Regions from separate parts of the Hordeum vulgare genome. Here region 2 is linked to region 1. Evidence: chromatin contacts called from public Hi-C data. All regions are on one chromosome and are shown on one strand. Each heading gives the region's core, a stretch centred on a gene start, on an enhancer-like site or on the middle of the called end of the contact. The rest is flanking DNA. Distances are from core to core; before and after follow the strand shown. Region 1 overlaps LOC123428396 (phospholipid-transporting ATPase 3). Region 2 holds the start of LOC123428396 (phospholipid-transporting ATPase 3).

Region 1 (6,452 bases), core at 3,312-5,811:
GATCTTGGTGCATGTGTATGGACAGTAAAGCCATTAACAAAGATCACCGTATGGTATAGATTCCCTTTTCCCCATTTGGATGATATGTTGGATCAGTTTAGTGGGGGTAAAAGTGTTCACAAAGCTAGATTTAAGAAGTGGATATCGTCAAATCCGTGTCAGACCCGGGGATGAATGAAAAACCGCCTTCAAGACAAAGGAAAGGTTGTTTGAATGGTAGTCATGCCATTTGGACTCTCAAATGCACCAAGTATCTTTATGCACTTGATGAATCAAGTCCTTTGACCCTTCTTATCCCACTTTGTTGTGGTCTATTTCGATGACATCTTGATCTATAGTAAGGATGAAGATGAACACTTTGATCACGTTCGGAAGGTGCTAGAAGTACTAAGGGAAAATGAGCTCTATGTGCATAAATCTGGACCGACTAACCGAGTGGCTGATGCTTTGAGTTGTCGTGCATGCCTCTTGACTTCTTTTGAGGTTGAACTTCCAGGCATGGATCAATAAAGGAGTTGTAGGAGGATGACGAAGACCTTGGCCATGTTTGGGTAAAGCACACAAGAGGCCAGCCGTTAGGTGATGGCTATCTCTTCAAAAATGATCGTTTGTGCATTCCAACAAGTTCTCTACGTGACAAGCTGGTTAGAGAGCTTCATTCAAGTGATCTTAGTGGCCATGTTGGACGGGACAAGACTATCGTTAACCTGGAAACTCGTTACTTTTGGCTGCAACTAAAGAGAGATGCTAGAAAGTTTGTTCAACGGTGTCTCATATGTCAACCTGCAAAGGCCAAGTTCATAACACAGGGTTATACATGCCTTTGCCTGTTCCTGTTGCTCCATGGAAGGACATCTCTATGGACTTTGTCTTGGGCTTGCCAAGAACAAGACGAGGGAGTGATGTTGTGTTTGTGGTCGTGGACAGATTCTCTAAGATGGGTCATTTCATCCCATGCCGCAAGACAACGGGTGCTCATCATGTAGCAAACCTATTCTTTCTAGAAGTGGTAAGACTTCATGGAGTTCCAAGGTTGATCGTCTCAAACCGTGATAGCAAGTTTCTTGCTGCATTTTGGCTCACTTTGTGGAAGCAATTCAACACTGAATTGAAATTTTCTAGCACTGCTCATCCACAAACAGATGGAAAAACGAAAGTGGTAAACAAGTTTTTGGGTAATCTGATCCGTTGCATTTGTGGAGAAAGAAAGGGACAATGGGATTTGGCACTATCTCTTGCAGAGTTCTCCGACAATAACTCCAAGCATAGATCCACAGGAAGGAGTCCTTTCTCCATTGTCTACACTAAAGTTCCAACACATGTGGTGGACCTGGTGAAGCTACCATCAAGGGGAAACTCAAAAGCAGTCTTGTCCTTTGCTGATAATTATACTGAACTATTTGAAGAGATTCGTGGTGTTTTGGGAGCACAAAATCAGAAATATAAACAACTTGCTGATTGCAAAAGGAGGCCAAAACCATTCCAAGTTGGTGATAAGGTGATGGTCTACCTCCGAAAAGAGAGGCTGCCTTTAGGTGTTAAAGGGAAGCTTAGGCAGCGAAAGTATGGGCCCTTCTCTATCATGAGGAAGATAAATGATAATGCTTATGTGATAGATCTTCCAAGCGACATGGGTATATCCAATACTTTCAATGTTGCGGACTTGACCCTCTACCATCCAGAAGAAACGCTCTATGAAGATAACTCGAGGGCGAGTTCCAAACAACCAGGGGAGAATGATGAGGAAAAATAGTAGAAGAAAAAGAAAGAGAAAATCACATGCCAGATCTGTTTGGCCACTTCTAGATACTTCCACTCTAGTGTAGTATTTTTTTTTCTTTACCCTACCTACTGTTTCTAGAGTTCTCTAGTTATAAGTAGCTGTGAGTAGAATGGTGAATACTAAATAGTGTTTCCTAGAGTGTTCCAGCTATAAGTAGAAGTATGTGAAAGCTTCTCAAAGCCCTATAAATAGAGGTCCTCACCTCTAGTTGTAACCAGATTATGTACCCACTATCTATAATAGAATTTGTTGTTCCTATCTAAGATCTTGGACTAGATCTTGTGCTCCAGGAGTTTTGGATTGAACTCCTGCTGCCATATTGGCCTCCGCTCGCCTCTAGAGCGATATCTAGCACAGCACGTTGAAGTAGTTCCTTCAACACTTGTGCTGTACACATTGTAGCAGTAAGGTGGAGTTGTTCCTCCACAACCTTGTGCTGCTTCAAGCATGCCATCCTTTATTTGTGGATATACGAGTTTTTTAGTACTCATATGTGGATAGTTTGTAGGTTCTTGGGCTGTAAAATGAGGTTGATATTATTACATTTTAAAGGCAATAACCAATATTGTACCTTCACAATAAGAGTTTGTGCATGTGATTCGCTACTCATCATTGTACATTGGTTTCATTTGCTATTCCAGTTTTGATCTCAGAAACCAATTCTGTACTGTTGACATGCCAAGTGTCCTAACTTCACAACTTTGTACTAAAGCAAGTACAAAGTTTCTGGTTTAGTAGTTACCCAATACAAGTAATATCAAAATTTCTGGTTTGTGTGTTAATTTCCTTGCCTAAACTGTTTGGTCAAATGATGCCAAAATACCAATGTTGACGCACATTTTGTAGGTTACTAGCTTAGTTAGGAAGGGTGCTCGTAAGATAACTCTCAGCATTGGCGATGGCGCTAATGATGTAAGCATGATTCAAGCCGCTCATGTTGGGATTGGCATTAGTGGACAAGAAGGAATGCAAGCAGTTATGGCTAGTGATTTTGCCATCGCTCAATTTCGTTATCTTACTGATTTGCTTCTTGTACATGGACGGTGGTCATACTTGAGATTGTGCAAGGTATGCTTATGGTTTCGTTAGCCTGTATCTTTCCATATATTTATAGTTCGCAAAACTAAATGTCGTCACTTGCTGTTTCAGGTTATCACGTACTTCTTCTACAAGAATCTGACATTTACGCTAACTCAGTTCTGGTTCACTTTCCAAACTGGCTTTTCTGGTCAGCGGTTTTATGATGACTGGTTCCAGTCGCTGTATAATGTCATTTTCACAGCACTACCCGTAATTATGGTTGGATTATTTGATAAGGTATAGCGGCCTGTATTCATTTTACATTTAGTTCTGGAATGATGCTGTTTGTGGCATTCATGTAACTGAACCATTTCAGGATGTGAGTGCATCTCTATCAAAGAAATACCCACAACTTTACCAGGAAGGAATTAGGAATACATTCTTCAAGTGGAAAGTGATAGCGGTGTGGGGTTTCTTTGCTTTCTACCAGTCAATAGTGTTCTATTACTTCACTGCAGCTGCAAGTCAGCATGGTCATGGCTCATCTGGCAAGATTCTTGGACAATGGGATGTTAGCACGATGGCCTTTACTTGTGTTGTGGTTACTGTGAACCTCCGCCTCCTCATGTCATGCAATTCTATTACCAGATGGCATTATTTCAGTGTAGCTGGCAGTATAGCGGCCTGGTTTCTGTTTATCTTTATATACTCTGCCATAATGACATCATTTGACAGACAGGTGGGTGAATTATGCACTAATCTATCTCTCTGCTGATGACTATTTGGGCCTAATGATCATTCTTTCTATAAATGCATAACATCATGCTGTGTTCCTTCTGCAGGAAAATGTATATTTTGTGATTTATGTTCTGATGAGTACCTTTTTCTTCTACCTCACACTAATTCTTGTTCCGGTCATCGCTCTCTTTGGTGACTTCCTATATCTATCGTAAGATACCACCTATTCCTTTTGCACAATTATATGTCAGTGTCGTCTGGTTTTGATTCTTTCAGTCTACATACTGAAGTGGCTGAATCAACCGTGTGCTGTCTCTGATACTCTGTCGGTTTTCCAGGCTTCAGCGATGGCTATTCCCTTATGACTACCAAGTTGTTCAAGAAATGCACAAGGATGACCCCCATGAATACAGTATGATACGTCTTCCAGAGAGGAGCCATTTGAGCCCTGAAGAAGCGAGAAGCTACGCGATTTCCATGCTCCCCCGAGAGAACTCCAAGCACACTGGTTTTGCTTTTGATTCCCCAGGTTATGAGTCATTTTTTGCATCGCAGCAAGGTGTCTGTGTGCCTCACAAGTCATGGGATGTCGCAAGGAGAGCCAGCATGAAGCAGCAGCGGCAGCAGCCACAACGAACAGGAAGATCCTAATCCTGGATTTGTGTAAAGTTTTGTACATCATGTTCGTTTGCCCACAGACCACATGATTGTGTATAAGTAGCCTTGTAGCACTTTTTCTTGTTTGTCACCCAATGACCCAATATGTTATGCTAGCGATGTTAGTAGGTGACCATTGATCTTGATGACTGAAGAATCAGGTAGGCATTTGGTTAAACAAAGTGGAAACTGGAAAATGCAGTTAGCGAAATTCTTATGATTTTTACAGAATTGGATGTTACTGAAATTTGTCTTGTCTTATTATGAAATCTTGCTTTGTTGCAGAATGAATGCAGTGCTGGTGTGTTCCAGGCATAGATCTTGATGCTTGTTGGGTTGACATGTCAGTTTTCCTTTTTTTCCGTTTGCTCCCTGACTCTTAACGCGTGAGCGCCAGCTTTCCTCTCTTCTTCCTGTTGAGCAGCGTACCAACCTTATCCCAAGATGTGAGAACTGTCCGCCGGAGGAGTGAGTATTTACTTTGTGTTCCCTCCGTTTATAAATATAAGTCTTTCTAGAGATTTCATTAGTGAGTACATATGAAGTAAAAATGAATGAATCTACACTATAATATATGTAAACCTAAGAATGGTTATTAAGAACCGGGTGTAACGGTTTGGTTCTTACTTTGGGTTTGCTTGGTTCAGGTTTTATTGGGTTGAGATTTTTTTAGTTTGGTTTTGGTTTGGGTGTGTGGAGAAACCAGTTTAGGTATAATTGGTTATGGGTTTAAACGGTTTGGTTATTAATGGTTATAAACTATGAGTTCAAACAAATTTTTAGGCATTGGTTATATGCAATAATCAACAATGACCGAGAACGAGTATCTTTGATCCGTGTGCATGCTATAATGCACTATGTAACTATGTATTACGAGGAAACACCACATGAAAATCGAAAGTGTTTGCTTGTTCTTTCACTAAGCAATTTTGCTTGTTCTTTCGCTAAGCAATTTGGTTTTAATATACTTGTTAGTGAGCTTTTCAGTCATGGACATGTTTTTTTTGCCTCTTGCTGTGTGCTGACTGTATCTCAAGCATAGTTTTGTTTTCAAACTATTGTAGACACATTTATGCATTTTTTATCTCATATGCTTCTTAACATGTCAATTTGTGTAATCATATGTACATTAAAACAAACTCATAGTTATTTACTAGGTTTAAATTCATGGTTATGTATTTGGTTTAAATTGGTTTGGGTGGAAAAAATAGTGGGTTCGGTTTTGGTTGGGCTAAAAATGACACTAAATGGGTACGGTTCAAGTATGGTTTTGAGAGATAAATGAACGAATATGGTTCAAGTATGATTCAAGTATAAAACCATTCTTAAGTTTAAATGTATGTTAATATATAATCCATATGTAATTTCATAGTAAAAAAGTCTTAAATGAAAATATGAGAAAGAAAATGTAAATGTTGACGCACATGGACCCTGGCGTCTGGGTGCGCGCAATTGACACCAGTAGGTTTGCACTAGATTGAACTTATGAGACTGGGTGCGCGCAATTGACACCAGTAGGTTTGCACTAGATTGAACTTATGAGACGCAAGGGACCCTGGCGTCTGGTTCCTGGTCCAGACGTTAGGGTCCCTGGCGTCTGACCCCTTTGCCACGTCATCCGATCAACGACAGACTGATCGACTGGGCCCGTGCTATACGCTGGGGTCCCTGGCGTCTCCAGTGCAACCCAGACGTCAGGAACGTTGGCGTCACTTAAAGATGTCAATTTTGAGCTTATTTTCAAACTGGGGTCAGATTTGCGTTTTGTTTGTAGCAAAGGTTATAAAAAAAATCGACCAGCCGACGACGACCTACTAGCAGCGACCAGGCAAGTAGCTTTGCACGGGAAGCGGCTGGATCCCACGAACGGACGTACATGCACTGGCTTTGAGGCGCGTTGCGACATGATGACACGTCTGCGTAGATCGATTTGAGCGGCGGTCGGGAGGTTGACCTACAGCAAGATGAGAGCCATGCCCGCAGCAGAGGAGAGCGTCGACCAGGAGGGTGACGAGACAACCCGACATGACGATGCCACAGATGCACGGGATGTCCAGCAACGAGGTAGAAGGGGTAGCAGCGGCTCGGAAAGAGCCACGCGGTAGGGAAGTTAGCGACAACCACCGAGAGAAGGCAACGACGGCATAATAGAAGATTGGATCAGGAGGGCGAGTTGCGGCCGTCGAAAAGATAACCTAAGCTCTAATACCATGTTAGAAAAGCAACTTATCTTCATTAAAAGCTCAAGGGGCAT
Region 2 (6,516 bases), core at 1,541-4,040, 37 kb before region 1:
AGGAAAACATTGAGCGCATGAATGCTAAATATAAACTTGCTGGAGATAAGGGTAGAAAACATATTGTCTTTGCACATAGAGATCTTGTTTGGTTGTATTTGCGTAAGGATAGGTTTTCTAATTTGCGCAACTCAAAGCTAATGCCGCGTGCTGATGGTCCTTTCAAAGTGTTAGAGAAAATAAATGATAATGCATATAGACTTGAGCTGCCTGGAGATTTTGGGGTTAGTCCCACTTTTAACATTGCAGATTTGAAGTCATATTTGGGTGAGGAAGATGAGCTTCCGTCGAGGACGACTTCATTTCAAGAAGGGGAGGATGATGAGGACATCAACACCATTGTTACACCCACAACCCCAACTGCTATACATACTGGACCAATTACTAGAGCTCGTGCACGCCAATTGAATTACCAGGTACTTTCGTTTCTTGGGAATACTTCTAATGTTCATGAACATATGATGCTGCCTAAGTTAGATACTTTTGTTGTGCTCATGAATGAAGGATCTAACATGGACAAGAAGGATATCCGTTGGAGCGGGATCAAGCATGGAGAAGAAGGTGCACACGTGGGAGAGAACAATGGAGCTTCCAGTGGTGATTTTCACACTTTAAAGCCAACATAAGGATATCATGAAGGCTTTGGACGAAATATTCAAGATGACACTTTATAAATCTCCTCCATAGGCTATTATAGGTGTTGCGCCACCTTATTTTTGGGCCAGGCCCATGTAATTTCGAAATACCATAATATAGGCTATTTTTAGAGTCCGTATGTGTGGGAAAACCGAGTTTAGGGCTGTTTTCGGACCCCTCCTCCAAGGGCCACGAAATTGCCTCTCTATTCCCTCACATATACAGCCCTTAGGGCACCATTTAGACTTGGGTTTTGTTTAGATTACAAGTTCGTCATAGCTGCAACTTCGCGTTCTTCATTTGTGTTCTACGACGAGACAAATGCGTCATAGAACCCCACCTTCATCAATAAAGCTTTGCTCTTATATTCGCAATATCTTGATTGCATCTTGGTTTCTTGCTTGTTCTTCGTTTGCGTGCAGGAAATAGACCTTCGTGGTCAGGTTGATCGTGCTCTAGCGTGGTAAATAACCTCTCAAAGTTGGTTTAGCGATTGCTAAGACGCGACGCCCTCACACGTTCGTAGCCAGGTACAAATTGTATAAGCAATTATCCCTAAACAACAAAACATACAATATATTGTATAAGAAATTATCCAAATACTACAAAATTTGCATAATCATAAGAACCCTAATCCTAACATCCAAACAACCCTAATCCTAACCCCACCACACCCCTAACCCCAACACAACTCTCAGTCTTACATACAAAGAACCCTAATCCTAACATACAAACAAGTGCAACAAAATCATACACATTCCAAATTTCATGAAGAACTAACGTTTGCTCAAATTTGCAAAAAAGTGAGCAAATGAGATTTTCTTTTTGGACGAGAGGGCGGGGATCGGGGAAGATTACCTTAAGGGAGGGATTGGGGTCGAAATCCGCGAACCAATCCTTCATATGTGCTTGATTTGGGGATGGATTTGAGGAAAGGGGAGAGGGGAACTCGAGGGGACCTCTTTCTTTGTTCTGGTTGATGGAGGTGAATGGGAGGGGGGTGGGGGGAGGCCGACCCGCGAGTCTGATAAGTGTCCGTGTGGCGCCTAAGAGCATCTCTAGTAGAACCCTCAAACCCTTAAATCTAAAACCCAGTTTTAAGGGTTGAGAATTGCCAATTTTTGACACTTTTAAGGGTTGAAAAACAGGGGCAAATACTAGAACCCTCAAACCCAACCCTTACAACGAGTCCATCTACATACCAAGTGGCTACAATTAGTGCCAATGAAGCAAAAATTAAAAACTTAAAAAGTAAAAAAAAATCTCACCGGGGCGGGGCGCGGGCGGGCGGCCGGGGCGGGGACGCGGCCGGGGAGCAGAGGGGCGGCGGGCGGCGACCGGGGCGGGGACGCGGCCGGGGAGCGGAGGGGCGGCGGGCGGCGACCGGGGCGCGGTGGGCCGGCGGGGCGGCGGCCGGGGCGCGGAGGGGCGGCGGCCGGGGCGGCGGGGGCGACGGCCGGGGCGCGGAGGGGCGGTGGGGAGGCGATCGGAGCGCGGGGGGCGGCGGCCGAGATGCGGAGGGCGGTGGGGCGCAGAGGGGCGGCGGCCGGGGCGCGGATGGGCGGTGGGGAGGCGACCGGAGCGCGGGGGGCGGCGGCCGAGATGCGGAGGGCGGCGGGGCGCAGAGGGGCGGCAGCCGGGGCGCGGAGGGGCGGCGGCGGCCGAGGCGGATTCCTCCCGCACGGGGGAACCAACTGCCTCCCGCGCGAGGTGAGAAAATGAGTGCGGGTTGGGGGCAGTTTTTCCTCCCAACCCTCACTTCTACAGGCTGGGAAGGGGTTTGAGGGTTGGACCTTTATTTTTTTTTACGAATTTAAGGGTTCTAGTCTACACCGTTTTTTCGATGAAAACTGTAAAAAGCGGTTATTTTTAAGGGTTTGAGGGCTGTACTAGAGATGCTCTAAGTGCTCGGCCTTTTTCTTAGGCCTCACACTGCTTGAGGATGGGGTCGGCCCGCCACGAGACATAGGCGTGGTTGGGGATGTGCCGCCTTTGGCTAAGTCATCACACAGTGGTAATATGACGCGTGACTGTCGGACGTGACACGAAAAGATCAGCTGAATGATTTTTTTTAATACTGTATAATTTATAATTTATTTCGTCCCGATGTCAATTTTGCCTCGCCATGTTTGGTGAGTAATGAGCTCAAAAGAACTGGGCCATCGTCATTTTAAACAAACCAGGTCGTGCGATCTAAGAATCCCTACTCGCGACCTCGTCTCCTCCTCTCCGGACTCCGGAGGTTGGAGTGAAGGAGGAAGTAGAGAGGAAAACAAAAACGCGCACATACGGGAACGCGTGATCCAAATCGAATCCCCTCCTTACGGAGAAACCCAAAATCCACAGAGAAGACCGCGCAAATCCGGCCAGATTTGGCCCCCGATCTCGCGCGTGGTCCATCGGGAGGTTTCCCTAGATCTTCCGCGGGTTCTTCCAGCGCTTGGTCTGGCGCCGCAGAGGGCAGGATGAGCTCGCGGATAAAGGAGATGGTGCGGGTGGCCACCGCACGGCTGGGCGGCGAGCTGTCGCCGCGGGCGGGACCTTCTCAGCCCGGACGTGCGGAGTCGTCCAGGACGGCACGTCTCGGTGGCGGAGGCGCCAGCCTCCGGCGCCAGCCTCAACCGCAGGCGCCCACCGTGCGCACCATCTACTGCAACGATCGCGAGGCCAACGCGCCCGTCGCATACAAGGTACAGGCCCGGCTTCCCTCCTCTAATTCGGTTGATTCGTCTCTAAGCGTAGGGCTCTATGTGCCTAGATCCCGTAATCACCTGTGTGTTCCGTGTTCGGTCGTTTGGGTTGGAGATATCCATTTGGTGCTGTGAGCTAGTAGAGCAGTATAGTTTGTTTCGGTTTACATAGTCATTAACACTGATTATTCCGCGAGAAAGTCACTTAGGTATAGTTTGTCCTCGAGACCTGCATTTCTAGTCAACTATGAGCCAATTGAGTGGATTAGAGCTAGTCTGATTGTGTGAATTACTAGTCACTTAGATTGCTATGGCAGCAGTACAACATAGATGCTACTGGCGTTTAGGCTTAAGAGCTCAGATGCATAGGCTGGACTATACTATACACCCGTCCACCTAACCACACCTCTGCATGATGCTTGCTGTGTCGACTACTGAACTTGTTTCCAGTCAGGGGCTCAGGGCAGCCAACTCACCTCTTGATGGCTGCAAGCTGAAGCAACCTATTTATTTGTAAGGGGAATGGTTGCTCTCCACGTCATTCGTTGCCATGTTAGCTTTCCATGAAAATGCTGTTGGTCTAATTGTAATACTCCATTTTGTGCCACAAAATAATCGAAACTCTGTTACTTGCCACTTCAACTATTTTATTATCTTAACCGTAACTTATTTGATCCCTGCAAAAATGCCCCATTATTGTAAGTAGATGCATTCATAAATTTTTACTGAGACCCCACCTGTCCCATACATATGCTAGTGTAAACGAATGAATATATTCGGGATCGATACTGTGAAGATCAAGCTATCACTTCTCATTTTATCAACAACTTCTAGTTTGTTTGACCATGCAATCAACTATTTTTGTTTAGTTTCTTTCACAGTCTGCCGCGTGTAGCATATCAAATCATCACTTTTGTAATTTTAATGCCAGAGTTCCACCTTGTTTTTTCTAATAATCTGTATCTTATTTGTTTAACATTCTCGTAAATTTTCACTGACACCCCACCTTTCCGTACATGCTAGTGTAAACAAATGAATATATTCGGGATCGATAATGTGAAGATCAAGCTATATCATTTCTCACTTCACATCTTCTAGTTTGTTTGACCATGACTATTTCTGTTTAGTTTCACAGTCTGCCGTGTGTAGCATATCAAATCATCAGTGTTGTAATTCTAATGCCAGAGTCCCACCTTGTTTTTTTCTTCTTCTAATAATTCGTACCTTATTTCTTCAACATTCTTGTTCGTCATTTCCAGGGAAATTCTGTATCGACTACAAAGTACAGCGTCTTGACATTTCTACCTAAAGGGTTGTTTGAACAGGTATTTATACGTTGTTTTTCTGTTTGATGCATATTCTATTGACATACCCTATAGATTTATCATCTTTTAAAGTTAATTTGGCCTTTCTTTTTTTTGCCTTGACGCAACATGAAACTATTATCTTGTTTTTTTAGAAAAAGCAAAGCTTTGTGTCCTGATATATTGAATAGGTAGGAGTAAAGGTTATTTACAAACATGAGTTGGCACAGCAAAATTGGAATAGAAAATGCAGAAGAGGGACCTCACGGGGAAATAAATGAACATCCCAACCCTCAGGCTCTTAGGCAACTTGCCTGATGGTACCCGTTCGAATCCATGCATGACCCTCGTCAAGGATCACGTTGCGGATGGCGTGAGAGTCTGGTTGTGTGCTGTCAAGGGTGCAGGCGTCCCTGTGCGCTTCTAGATCATTTAGGATGTGAGAGGCGTGGTGCTTGCGAGGCCCTTGCGCTGCTTTGGAGGAGTACTCTGCTTGGCCGGCAGCCATCTGCCGATGAGTGGCTTGCCAGCGGAGCCACTGACGGTGGCATAGATTCAGGGCAGGACTTCATGCCAAACGGCTCTGGCGAACGGACAGCCAAGAACAAGGTGCTACATGGTCAACAAGGTTTCGCCACATAACATGCAGGGGGATTGCGTGGCAGCTCACGATAAGCTAGGCGCTGTGCTGTCCAACAACGATCCTGACCAGCCAGCTAGAAAGGAAAAACTTGACCTTACACGGAGCCAAGTCTTCCAGGTGAGGTTCCAGGCATGGCAGTTGACTAAACCATGGAGGGTCGCCCTGTAGCCTGAACGGGCAAAGTACACCCTGGACTCCATCCATTTCCAGACAAGGCAGTCAGGTTCATCAGAAAGGTTGGCTGCAGCCACTGCCCGCCAGAGCAACATGAACTGGTTTGGCAATGAAAGGCTGCCAAGGATTTTGCCGATCCAGGCCCCATTCTCAAGCCCTTGGGCAATGTGTGTACTTTCCTTCGATGCTTAGGGGCCTTGGTGAGGATGCAGGCGTGGTTTCAACCACAAGACGATCGCCGAGCAAATGGTCAGACCAAAAGCAGCAGGATTGCCCATTGCCAAGTTTAGTGAAAGTGAAGGTGCGGATCAGGGCATGCTCAGGGGCCAAGGCTTGGAGGTCGAGCCCAAACTAGGGCTTGGATAGGTCAGTTTTGCTGCACCAAAGTCACCGAAGGCGCAGCGCCATGCCCATGCGTCCAGGTGGAGGTGTCCAAGGCCGTCAAGCTCAAGTGGACGACAGACGTGACTCTGATTGACCACACAATTGCCACCATTGGCCTCCTTGCGCACGGCGATTCTCGTTGCATTGCTTGATGGGATGGAATAGAGGTCAACACAGACTGAACAAGCGTGGCACAACCAGATTTGTTCAGGATGCGTGCCTTCCAAGTTGGCAGCCTGTTGGTGGTGCGTTCGATGAGAGTGTGTATAAGTTGTGCTTCTGACCGTGAGGGCCCGTATACGTGAGCGCGAATTTAGCAATCTGGTAAGGGCATGTACAATGGTGTTATCTTAGGAGTGCCACGTAGGATAAATGATGAGGTGGAGGAGAGGGAGCTCATAACAAAAGGTTTGTCTTCTCTTATTTAAGAGAAGACAAGAGATGATCTCTTAGCACAATTTGTCTCACCACGTTTTTAGGAATAGCTAGTTATTGAAGATAAGGCTAAAAGATGACCCATTATAGACATTTTTTTTGTTATCTCTAAATTACATGCAAGACTTAAGATAAGATTTTCTTATCAACCATTGTACATGCCCTAACCGAACCGGGAAATTTCCTCAATGTGCTCATCAATGCAATTGTTGGCTGTGGCGGAGCTCTTGCAAAATAATTGGTAGAGTGG

What was found. Hi-C and Micro-C count contacts between places; a contact is called where the count stands out from the background.
Region 2: a Hi-C map of leaf shows a contact between it and region 1, with 1.9 times the contacts expected there. The contact joins the promoter of LOC123428396 here to the enhancer-like site in region 1. A contact is called at or near these places in 2 of 6 Hi-C or Micro-C datasets (leaf and seedling).

What each region holds. Positions count from the first base shown.
Region 1 is chr1H:187,611,655-187,618,106 of MorexV3_pseudomolecules_assembly, reverse strand. LOC123428396 (phospholipid-transporting ATPase 3) reads left to right here. Exons shown (of 27, transcript XM_045112594.1): 23 at 2,630-2,851; 24 at 2,933-3,100; 25 at 3,180-3,542; 26 at 3,646-3,752; 27 at 3,880-4,445. The coding sequence ends at 4,192. Among protein-coding and RNA genes, the nearest start is that of LOC123428396, 36 kb to the left of the region's middle. Within about 2 kb of position 4,561, at least 1 of the 3 cell types and tissues checked has open chromatin away from gene starts, as enhancers often do. A contact at or near this core is called in leaf, where this site is marked.
Region 2 is chr1H:187,646,700-187,653,215 of MorexV3_pseudomolecules_assembly, reverse strand. It overlaps LOC123428396 (phospholipid-transporting ATPase 3), which reads left to right and starts at 2,790. Exons shown (of 27, transcript XM_045112594.1): 1 at 2,790-3,326; 2 at 4,586-4,651. The coding sequence starts at 3,102.